Linked DNA regions of Gasterosteus aculeatus: region 1 is linked to region 2. A link is a contact called in public Hi-C data. All regions are on one chromosome and are shown on one strand. Each heading gives the region's core, a stretch centred on a gene start, on an enhancer-like site or on the middle of the called end of the contact. The rest is flanking DNA. Distances are from core to core; before and after follow the strand shown. Region 1 has its middle 59 kb from the start of cdin1. Region 2 holds the start of cdin1 (CDAN1 interacting nuclease 1).

Region 1 (6,294 bases), core at 3,180-5,679, 60 kb after region 2:
AACATAAAACACCAGAAATGCCCTAAAACTAAAAGGAATAGACTGAAATTAAGGATAAAAAATTGATGTTTCATCACGCTGATTTTTTTTACATTTATTAAAAGTCGATGGTTTACAGTAATTTTTAAAAATCCGAAATTCCGTTCCTAATTTTCATTCGTTAATATCAATAAAACGCCACCATGGTAGTCTCCGAAAATGCGTCTCTGCAATGGTTTAAACGCGACTTTTTGCTTGACGATCCGACATTTTAAAGTGATGACAATCCCCTGAAGTGACTACTTGTTCACAACTTGTCACCCAGAAATATAAATTTGTCAAAATGTTGACGGAGCCGTTTCCACTTTTGGATAAACATATAAATAAATGCCAGAATGTTGCGATGTTGCGGTCTCAAGAGGGTGTCGGTCTTTTACTTGAATAACAAATTAGAATTTTTTCCCAAATCATTTAAATTATTTTGAATTTTATTTCGTATACATTTTTGTCTCGGAAATGACACATTCTTGGTAATAATACATACTACTAGCCCACACATTATTATTATGATTATATCATACTTAATTTTTGAGATCCTTATTTAGAGCAATGATTCGATTATTGTTGTTCGTTTTATGGAACGATGAGTCCGTCGTTGCTTTCTAATCATTATTAGAGCCGCTACGTGATGAAGCGGACCACCCCGGTGTCTCCTTGATAACTCCTCTTGAGGAAACACCACACTCTGCAACATCCTACAGTGACACCAGTCGCCCTCTCCTCGTCGTTTTTTTCTCCGTGCTGACTTCTGTGCCCTCTTCATTGTTTTGAAAAAATAAGAAGGTTTTAACTGCCATTCGAGACGATAATGGTTACCGATTTTATACTCGCAGTCATAATCTTCAAGTGGGCCGTGATTAATGATGCCAATGGTAGCCAGGTCCTCAGGCCCCTGACTGGATGACTTCAGCCTGGCTGGCCTGCTCCGTGGTCTCTCTCTCTCTCTCTCTCTCTCTCTCTCTCTCTCTCTCTCTCTCTCTCTCTCTCTCTCTCTCGTTTAAACACACAGATGGGTTTCGCTGTGCACGTGCACGAGTCGTTGCCGTCGCATGCTCTCCTCACAAATCGCATATTTCTCTTTATCTTTTTATCTTGCATACTTCTTCTCGTGAAGGCGGAGACCGGGCCACGAGTCCCAAAGCATTACATCCACCCTCCAATCCATCTCTATTGATTTCACCATCAACTCGACCGCGTAACGCGCGCGCGTAAGGAGGCTCGTACCTGCGAGTAGATACGAGACGAGTCTTCGGAGGTCACGTGCACTGCAGCGGGTTTCGGGCTCTGGGGATCAAATGGGCGGGAAGCCTTTCTGAATGTGTGTGTTTTTTGGGGGGGGTAGAGAGGATCAATCTTTCTCGACGTTTAAACGAGGAGCTGGTGTCACAACAGGCGGACTCTTCTTCTTCTTCCATTTCTGTAAACACATTTACTTTGGCCTCCAGAAGGGGTCGCCATCTTGTAATAGCAGTGCGCCCCAGGGTGTGTTGGTGGTTGTGGTGTGGGGGGGGGGGGGGTCTCCAGGTCCGTGTCCTCAAAAAATCAACGACCACTTTTAATATCGGAGTTATTTGGTTTCAAACCGCGCCCGTAGATGTGTGCGTGTTGGTAAATAGGCAGGAAGGATTTCATATTTTAGGAGAAGCTCTTCATTCTCCCGCCGTGTCTTTTTGTCTCACTCTCTGTTTCTCCCAGCTCTCCTCTGTTATGTTCAGTTCTTGTGAAATGTCTCACTTTGCTGCCCGCGGCTTCCCGCAGGATACTCGAACTCTAACTTTTTCTTTTTTTTTTAAAGCTCCCCAAACAACCGATGAAATTAGGAATAAAATATTAATTTAGGGAAACAACCCATAAATTAAAGAAACGTATCTTTTTTTCCTCCCGCCGATCACTGTTCGGGATTCCCGCCTCCTAATGGAACAATGCCAGATTTATTTGCGGATCCTATGGCCATAAAGCGTGATTATTTCACTGGAAAAACCAGTGAAATGTTGACAACCTTTGGGGCATTGTAACACAACGCTGGAGAAGGCAACATAATGGGGGGGGGGGGGGGGGGAGACGGCCGGGCCCGAGGCTCGTCTAATTAAATCTTAACTGATTGAAATAAAGGTTTGAGTACCTCAAGGCTTGACTAAACTCTGGCTATTTCCCTTTTTATTGCGCTTTATTTATTCTGCACTCACATGCCCTCTTTTACGCTTCTCCGCAACAGGCCAAGTGCAATTTTAAATCCCTGCTCCTTACAAACCCCTATAGCAACATTGTTTGACTAATTATAATTTTTATGTCATTAAGATTTATTTTTTCGTGGGCGAATGTGTTGGGGAGAGGAGGGGAGGGGGGGGGGGGGGGGGGCTGAAGGGATGATTGCCACTCATTTTTAAGAAGACAAGCCGCTGAAGTGTGAAGTAAATTGCCTCTAATTCAAGTAGTCGCGGCCATGCGCAAAAAAAGTCCTGATATCATCCATCCAAGAGATTTATCCTCAATATTTCCGCTAAAACCACACTTTAATTTGATCAATTCGGTGTGACATAGAGATTAATCATGGGCGTTTACACTATTTCATCATTTGTATTCTTCAAGAGCTCTATATATAACTTTTTTTTATTATTATTATTATTTTTTTTAATACAACAATTGAAATAGTTTCAATCCGATTGCTTATCCTGTGTAATTATATACTGTTCTGATATGTCAAGGCTTCAGTTTTTAAGATACAATCCTAATTCTGTATTTATGAAAAGGCCATTGAATAAATAAGGAAGTGCGCGTTTGTGAAAGGGCAATGGAGAGCCAGCAGTGGGACTATCTGCAGGTCGTTTCTTCCTCCAATGTCTGAGAAAATACCTTCATAAATGATAAATATAGTGGAGCTGTCTCCCGCAGACACGGTCAGCAGCGGCAAATGGGAGTTAAGGCAAAAGAGTTTGCCACATTGATGCAGTTGTTGACAATTAAGGAACACAAACACACGCGGATAGAGGGGGGGAGTTATATAGATAGAGGGTGAGAGAGAGAGAGAGAGAGAGAGGGGTCAAACATGCATTTACTGTCTGCTTTTGGGACCATTTGGTTTATTCCAGTGGAGTATCCTATTTGTGTTACTTGACCAGCAAATAAAGACTTTTTATTTATTCTAAATGTTACGCTGTTTGTTGAAGGCCAGCAGTCTGGTGTTGCAGCCATTTGAACTCCTTTTTTTGCCTTTCACAAATAATAAATGTTTGTGAAATCACACCTCAGCGGACAAAAAGGTGGTTGGCCTTTCGGTCCTGTGTGACTTCCTGTTTGACTCAATCATAAAAATCCCTCACAGCGTGAATGTACATGTCCGTTTGACTTCACCAGCGGGATGCAAAGCTGCACTATATCTCTTTGATAAAGACGGATGTTAATAACATTTCTGTGTGTCATCCCAAGAAAAGAAAAAAATGACACAAGTCCAGAGATGAAAAATAAAGGAAACGTAACACAATCCTGAAAAAGGAAAAAAATGCAGTCATAAAACCTGCGTGAAGACGGAGTTTTGCATTTCACTCGATTATCATTCCAGAGTTTGGAGTGCGCAGATGAACTCTGCCTTTTATTTTCTAAAGAAGAAAAAAAGAGAAAAGAAGGGGAAAAAAGAGAAAAAAAATGCAGCCAGTCCCCTTTTAAAGAAAGCCCTTTCGGTGGTGCTATAATAAACCATTTTCCCCGGGCTTTATTGATCAGTCACTCTGAGCTAATGTAATTATCCTCATCAATAGGGGGACTGCAGGGAGAATCATTATGCGGTTGACATTGATAAATGATCACCCAAATGCGGCCCTTTTCTCCCAGGGACCTCCGCCTCTGACCCGCTCTCACAGGCCTACATAACGTAGCCATAGAAACACCTTATGGCAGGAGGAGAAAAAACTGCTGAAATGTTTTTTTTTAAAGGAGGGCAGCGCGCGCACACGCACACAACGATTGTGCGTCTATATACACAAAACCTAAAAACTGTCCCCCTGAGCAAGTCATTTCGGGAAGAGCCAGCTGCAAAGCGAAGGACACTCAGCCCCTCGTGCACGTCCTTTTTTTTATGACCACCATCCAATTCAGCAGTTTGAAAGAAAAGCAAAGCAGACACAAAACTTCTTTTTTTTCCTCCAAAATCTGCAGCTAATGCATTTGTGTATCTAAAAAAAATACCCGATTTGTGTTGTGTCTTACCATATAACAGAAGGAGTATTAACATTAACACGCGCGCAAAGTGTTTCTCGCGAGCAAACTGTGTGTGGACTTTTAATATTGTTGCACGGGCGTCTTCCCGAGGACCAGGCTGCATTGTGCAGCAGTGCAGAGGGAATATATTCCTTATTTGATTCGTGCAGCAGCAGCAGCAGCAGCAGCAGCCCGGACTGGCTTTGACAGGGAGGAGATGAAGGGGAGGAGTTGTTTAGCTCGGCTGGATCATCCATCATCCCTGTCACACCGAATCGGCAAAAGGAAAGCAGCAGAGGCAATCTACCTTCTGTCTCATCGGGGGAGAGGGGGGGGGGGACTGGAGGAGGAGATGGGGGTGGGGGGAGAAAAGAAAGAAGAAAAAAAAAACTATTAATATTAAAATCCTCTCCATCCACAGTAATCCTCACGTTTTCTCTCTTTTTCATCCGATAATCTCCGCACAAAACGGAGGGCTTCTTCCTTCCGTTTTATCCAAAGAATAATAGAGCGCCAGAAAAACAAAAAAAAGGACGTTTAAGGTTTGAATGGTTGAGAGAAGAAGATGCGTCGTTAACTAGACTGGTGTGAAACCAATAAATACACTTTTTTTTTACCCCAATCTGATTAAGGCCTGAACATCTCGCCGTGTGTGCGCATCCACGTGTGCAGAGAAATTGTTTAACTAACATTAAATATGCAAGTATTATAAACTGGAATTTTAAGAAAACGACTCGCGGGTAACATTCAAACCAGATGCTAAATATAACGTAAAGGAACTGTGTAAGCTGACTGTGACTTGACTAAACAGATATTTCTAAATAAACATAAAATACACTGATTTTACTTTAACGGTTTTAATGGCTTTCTATGGTACTGTAACTATTTAGATCACAAAGTTATTGTGCTTTTCATCAATTGTTTTTAGACAGGAACAATGATATAATTACTCAAACAGGCCTTTATGTTCTGGTTAAACATATATTTATCGTTTTTTAGGATGGGTTGGATTAATTCCACATTTATTTAAAAAAGCTAAATAAACGATCAGATTTTATAACAAATTGTACGAGGAGAAAAAAATCTACTTTCAGAAGGCCACATGAAAATCAGTATATAAGTATAAACGCAATTCAGACGTGTAAGTACACTTAATAGCTCATTTTAAAAATGCATTCTTTATATTAATTATATTATTATTAGTATAATTATTATAGGTTGTGCCATCTGTTTGTACACACACAAGACATGAGATAAGCATTATGGCAGGCCTAAAAAAAAAAAGAAATGAAAAAAAGAAATTTGAGTCCTTGATTCCGAGAGATGAGGTTTAAAGTTCTGTGTGAAGGACAGAACACGTTTGAGCCCAAGTGATGATGTCATTTTTAGGTTTTAGGCTATGACTTGGATGGCCGCGGGCAAACAGGCAAAGAGATGGAGAAGAGAGAAGAGATAGCCCATCAAAGCCCATCTGTGCACCCCGTGACGGCGCTGCCACATTAGGCCGACAGGAGGCGCTGCAAAACGGCAGAAAGGAGCAGAGCACACTGCGAGAGGGTCAAACATTATTCTCACTCACAGAATAATTGCACCAGGGACAAATCGACGCTCTATTGTTTGGACACCAGGGAGAGTGTTAACAGTGAAAACACCTAAACCAAATTCCCTTGTTTTTTAAGTTCAAAATGAAGATCAACCCTATCTTTTTACACGATCAATAATACTATGTTAATAAATATTGTATTGCATGCGTTTTATTAATTTGAATTTCTTAGCATATACCGATTTTTCTTCAAGAAAATTAAGTATTAAATAATGCTCTTTGGGAAAAGTCATTTATTTTAGTTTATCATGCCAGTTTTATCCCCATACACGATGGGGACGGAGGCTCAACTGTTGTTGAGCTTTTTATTTAATTTACCACCCCATCAATGACAGTGTATCCTTTAGTCTAAAACCTTTTGCTTTAATTCAAGTAATAATTCATTTGCAGTTGATTATCATTTGGAGGACATATTTTAGTGCCTAAATAGCCCTGTAAGATATATTTAAACAATAATG
Region 2 (5,711 bases), core at 1,171-3,670:
TTCCTTAAACTGTGTGATGAGAAAAGGAAATTACACAACCTAAAATATCTTACATTCATCGACGGGAGAGGCTGTTGATGAAAAGCTATTTCTCACGCACACGCGGGTTTTCCCTCTGCTGCAAGCGAAATGTAAATGCTTCCCAAGTATTAAGGTATATACGTGTCATTAGCGGCACAGTGCTTGGCTCTACAATGGTGTGCCGAGAGCAGTGGAGCAGAGATCAGTGCGGCGTCTCTTGGATATCAGAGGGAGACATCCTTTGTAAATTCATCTCCCACTGTGAGCACGCTCCACAGCTGCTTAACGGCACTGTGTGTACAACTGCCCTGTTTACACTCAGCCTCAAAAAAAGCTCTCGTCTTTTAACGTGCATCCTTCCCCGGTATCCTCTCCATCGCCCTGCCATCTCCTTCAGCCCTCATCCCAGCCCACTGCGGCTCTCATGGCCATCAAAGATGCATAAAAATGGATTTGATGCAAGGGCGTGTGTGTGTGTGCTCGCTTGCACACACGCACACACACACAAGTAGACGCATACACACAACAAAGCCTCTGATCCCCTCGCTTTTGGGGCCATTACAGTACACTGCCTTCCAACCCCTTCTCTGATTTTTATCTTTTTATACCATCACATTACACTGATCCTTTTATACCTATTACACACGCGGCTCCCCACCAAACCCCCTGATCCTCTGATACCTAGATGAGTAAACTGCTCCTCCTGCCCCTGACCTCAGCCCTTTGTAGCAATCAAACCAGACTTCCTCAGAGGCCCCGATCTTATCTGGCCATACCAATCCCACTACACAGCTCCCTTTTGTAGGCAGCACAGAGCGCTGAGCCCTTTCAGACCCGGGGACAGTGCTGGTGCACGCACAGCCCGAGACCTCAGCCCATCTCAGGCATCATACTACACTGCCCGACAACAATGAGCTCTATTTTCTGACGCATCACAGGTCAGATAGAGCCTTTCTGCTCACCGATGCATTGTTCGCCCACAATGGAGGAAATCAGCGATGTTGTTGTGAAAAGAATGTCTGACTTTAGCAAAGAATGGTTTGATGTAGTCACGGGCTCACAGAGGAGTGAAGCCAGATTTGTTTGAGATCGTTTCAAGAGGAGTTATTCAACAATCAGCTTGTTTCATTTTTGAAAAACAAACAGCAGAAATATCTGAAATCCAACATAACATGATTATAACATATTATGATTCTATCTGAAAGTAGAAAGTAAAAGACGGGTAGACTGTTTACAGCAGAGACTAATTACACAACAATACCATTCTAAAATGATATTGATCTCAAGGGCGTGTATTTGACAAATTAAGTCTGAAAGTTTTTATTCCTATCTAAGTCGACTAAAATCAACACTCCAGTGCGAGGCATCCATAAGGTTCGGAGGGAAATGAATAATCACACCAAATCGTTAATTGACAATTTAGTAGTTTCCCTCAAAAATCAGTTTGCATTTGTTACTATTAGATAGCTATTTTCATTGTAATATAAGTCGTTTGGAGAGCATATGTATCCTTAATAAATTGAGCATTATTCCTGTATGTTCCAAACTTAGTATGTCATTATCTTTGGCCAAATTTACATATATTTCCATATTTCTGCAAAAGGCATTTAAAGCACTACCATCTAGTACTACTATCACTGGTTAGGTGACAGGTATTGATGATTCGGGAGACCTGCAGCTGGCGATGGACCACAAAAAATATTGCTGTACCTTGGAAATAATTAAGGAAAACCCCAACCAATATTTTTTCAACAAAGTAATATTTCTACCTGCAGGGGTAAAAGAATAAACTATATAAATATTAATGATGATCTGAGCAGTGGAATTTGGTATACTTTGTTTCCTTTAAAGAAAAGTAAAGCAAGTATGGCCTCTCTGTTAAGACTTGCAGTTGAAATAGAAATAACCAGAGCCCAAACTGAAGTTCAATTAGGCTTCATGAAAAACAGGTTAATTACTTGATCATTGAATTTAGTTTATTCCAGATGCATATCAAATCCCCATGTTTTAAGTTGCTATGGACTGTATGCTGAAGTAGCATGATCCAGGATAAAATACCATGTTTTAATTGAGAGGTAGTATCTCTGAGTAGGCTGTAAAGAGGCTCATTTGATGTAAAAAAAAAAACAGTACATTTGTGTTTAATCAACGACTATTGACAGAATTTTTCTAGAGAGAGATAACAGAGAGACACTCCCTCCTTCTCTGTCTCCTTGCACAGTTCCTCACCCACCTTCTTTAAAATTATTTTTGGGCCTGTAGAGTTTTTTATTATTTATATTCTGTCGGACTGTAGGCTGGTTAAGTTTTCCTTTTGCATATAACAGGAATCCAGTGACGCGTCGGAGCTAATAAGCAGCGAGCCTCCGCTGGCGCTCCGCCTTCGCATTGCCGAGTAACCAATCACCTGCTGTTATACTCAGCTTCCCGAATGAATCCACCAATCAAACCACTCCTCACACAAGAGTCCTTCCTTCAAGCTCGCTAGCGGGAAGCTGCAATCGAGAAGTGTACAGCAGGAATGAATGGTAAACAACCCGTTTAGGTGTTATTTATCGCTCTACAAAACTATTTTGAAAGCCAATGCGTACAGTAGTCGTTCAGTACACTTTCGAAAGGGAGACGAAAGCTTTTATTTTCCGCGCGTTTGTTGTGTCGTGTTAGCAATCCACGTAAAGCTAATATTGCTTAGCAAGGCGGGCGACGCTACAGCTGTTTCTGGCTGTCAGTCTCCCCCGCGTTGTTTACATCTGGAAACTCAAGACTGCCACGGACGCGTCCCTTAATCAAACTCCCACCTCGTGTTTGCACAGATAGATGCAGTCACACGCCTACCATTACAATCAAATGAAAATGACGCTGTCCCGAGCTGAATATAAAGAGATCGTGCGATGGACCGATCAACTGAGACCCACGCGCCAATGTATGAAGACGCTGAAAGAAAGATTCCCAAAGTGAGTAGTTACACACTATACACTTCCTTTACACTCTCGGTGTGTGTTTATGTGTGGCTACAGGGTAAAAACACCAAGTATCTATGAACAAATACAAGCACAAAATGCGATCACATTATAATTTACCAATCACTCACATAAATAGTAACTTTTTCAACTCCCAGTAGCATCACCATTTATTCCTCAGTCTCTTTTTCTTTTCTACCTGCTTCTGGGTATTTATAATCCCACTTTTGATCTCCAATTAATTCCACGCAGGTTTCTGTATCGGCCTCCGTTAGCCAATGCTTCGCCATGCAGCGCCTGCTCATCCAGGAATCGAACAGCGAGGTTAATGGTTGTGTTTGCCTTTCTCCTTGACACTGAGGGCCCTCACTTTATTGAACGTAACACGTGTAATCCCCCGAGGCCAACAGGACACCACGGCTGATCCCGCCGAGGTCACTTACAAAGTCGTACGTATTTGGAGCTTCCTACTTCCATTGTGCCCTAATCACCAATCTACAAGAAGGTATTCGGTCCCCGAAGGGGACACGGCGAAGCTCGAGCTCGGCTTTGTTCTCACTGTCTGCGTTTTACAGAATATGTCATGCGCATAGCGTTTGTCCAATATCCTGAATGCATGGGCCCAACACTAGGGGGTCTTTCTCATGTTTATTTTAAGTTTCCGTTCTCCTTTTGGGTTTCCTAATCCAAACTTTCTTTAACCAAAAAGTCTGCATGCCAGTTGTTCAAAAGGTATCACTGGTGGGTGTGTAATTAAAGGAAAACACGGCGCTGTTTTTATTCCAATAATTCTGTAAGATCTCTTTCTCTGTCCCGGAGGTGCTGGCTCTTTTGTTTAGTCTCGCTGGTTATTGTTATCATTTTGTTCACCCTAACCAGTCTCGGGGAGGCCCTTGCTCTTTTAAAAATCCCAGAGTCTCGTCACTGGACCCGACAGACAGGCACGGCAGCAGTGTTTTCACAGCCTGCGAAATTATTCTGGTTGTCCAATCAGCTGAGCCGGGCTCTGGAGGGTTAGTGATTGGACTGGCAGGAAATCAGGCTCTTAAGACATAACATATCGACTAGGCCATCCATCATCTCTTAGCATGCGCTCCGGCACGGCAGTCAGCCCCCCCCCCGATCGCCCCTCCTGTCCCCTTGGACTGTGTGGGAGCCCTGCCACTGCGTAAATATTGGCCAGGCGGAGGTTGGCAGGGTGGTGGGGGTTAGATGTGGACGAGGCGGCTCTCTCTCTCCGACTATAATGCTCACAGAGAAAGAAAAGACAGGTATCTATTATATTTCACCTAATTTCACATGGCGTGGGTGTGTTTCCAAAGGATGCGACCAACGTTGAGTGTAGACTGTGGATATCCGGCCGTCCACCAGTTTCATGAGCTGCTGTAGTCCTTTCACTTGAATGTGCCCCATTTTTGTTGCTGTGGAAGCACCTTTTATTTTGTTAAATGTTCATTTGAGCCTAAGATGATTTATTATATTTGTATGTATTTGTACATATATCCAATCTATCCATCTATCCAATCAGGCTAATGGAATTGTGAGCTAGGAAATTTACGATGATAGAATTTATCCTTAATTGCAAGGGGGAATATAATTTGGTATTATGTTATTGACTTTAAATGAAATCATATTGTGATGATATGGTTCCGGTGTTAACATTTTCATTTAAATTTTCTTACTAAATTAATGTTAGCACTTTGTAATTAAAACGTAATATTGCAAGCAGTTATTGGAGATTTGTCTGAACGTATTTCTGCATTATATCATTGTATTAAACATTTTTTACAAATCAGCTCCATGTCCTGACTTATACCCATACGTTATTGGTATCACAACCTCTTTTCTAACTATTTTAGTTAATTATTGGCCATTCTTTTAATCAAACATTTCCAATTTGCATTACAATTCTTTCTATCAATATGAATAAGCATTGTCCTCAAATCTCTGAATGCTGTATTGTGCTGAAACCCATTTTGTAATCATTGCTGTTGAATGACGACCTAAAGGGAGGAAAATTTAAACTTTGAATAAAATGACTGTTAAAGGCCATTTCAAGGTAATTTCCACGGAAAGTCTGCCCGTCTCTCTGTTGTACTGTGAGTGTGGGTGGTGGGAGGAGAGAGGGAGTGTCCCACAGAAAGAGAGAGAGAGAGAGAGAGATGTGATGTGGAGCCCCTCATCTGTAACGGCCGCGTAACACAGATGTTGGGAGTCATCTGTCAGCCTGGCCTCTCTTGCCGTGCCCGAGCTGCTCTGGGAGGGGAGACGAATTGGACACGGTGCTGTCACTTTTTTACCCCCACTCACAATGGAGGGGCATGCAAATATCCCCCCCCCCCCTCCCTCCCCCATTCCTGCCCTCTCTTCCTTGCCCTTAGCGAGCCACAGTGTCCTGTCTCGGATCTGGACCGCGGCTAGCCAGTAAGGGGGGGGGCTCATCACAAGTTGGTGGGGGGGGGAAATGTGACATCAGTCCCATCAGTCCCCTCTCTTGCCACGTATTAGAATTGGAAATGATGGGCTGCTCTCTGAGGCCCTGCTTGGCTTCCCTCGGGTCCAGAGGGGGACCCCGGTCTTTCCACCCTTTGTCCCCAGAGAGAGTCGGTGTAAGAAGGGCGAGAAGAGGGAGGGAGGGAGAATGAGGGTCCTCTGTGTCCTTCTGTGCTGTATTATGAATGAATTTGGATGTAATGATAACCCCCCCCCCCCCCCCCCCGGTCTTCAAAA

What was found. Hi-C and Micro-C count contacts between places; a contact is called where the count stands out from the background.
Region 1: a contact with region 2 is called in a Hi-C map of tail fin, with 2.4 times the contacts expected there. The contact joins the enhancer-like site here to the promoter of cdin1 in region 2. A contact is called at or near these places in 4 of 6 Hi-C or Micro-C datasets (liver, skeletal muscle, tail fin and 1 more).

Annotation. Positions count from the first base shown.
Region 1 is chr15:10,554,007-10,560,300 of fGasAcu3.hap1.1, forward strand. No RefSeq gene overlaps it. Among protein-coding and RNA genes, the nearest start is that of cdin1, 59 kb to the left of the region's middle. Within about 2 kb of position 4,430, at least 2 of the 9 cell types and tissues checked have open chromatin away from gene starts, as enhancers often do.
Region 2 is chr15:10,495,673-10,501,383 of fGasAcu3.hap1.1, forward strand. cdin1 (CDAN1 interacting nuclease 1) reads left to right here and starts at 2,421. Exons shown (of 12, transcript XM_040199813.2): 1 at 2,421-2,549; 2 at 2,835-2,975. The coding sequence starts at 2,839.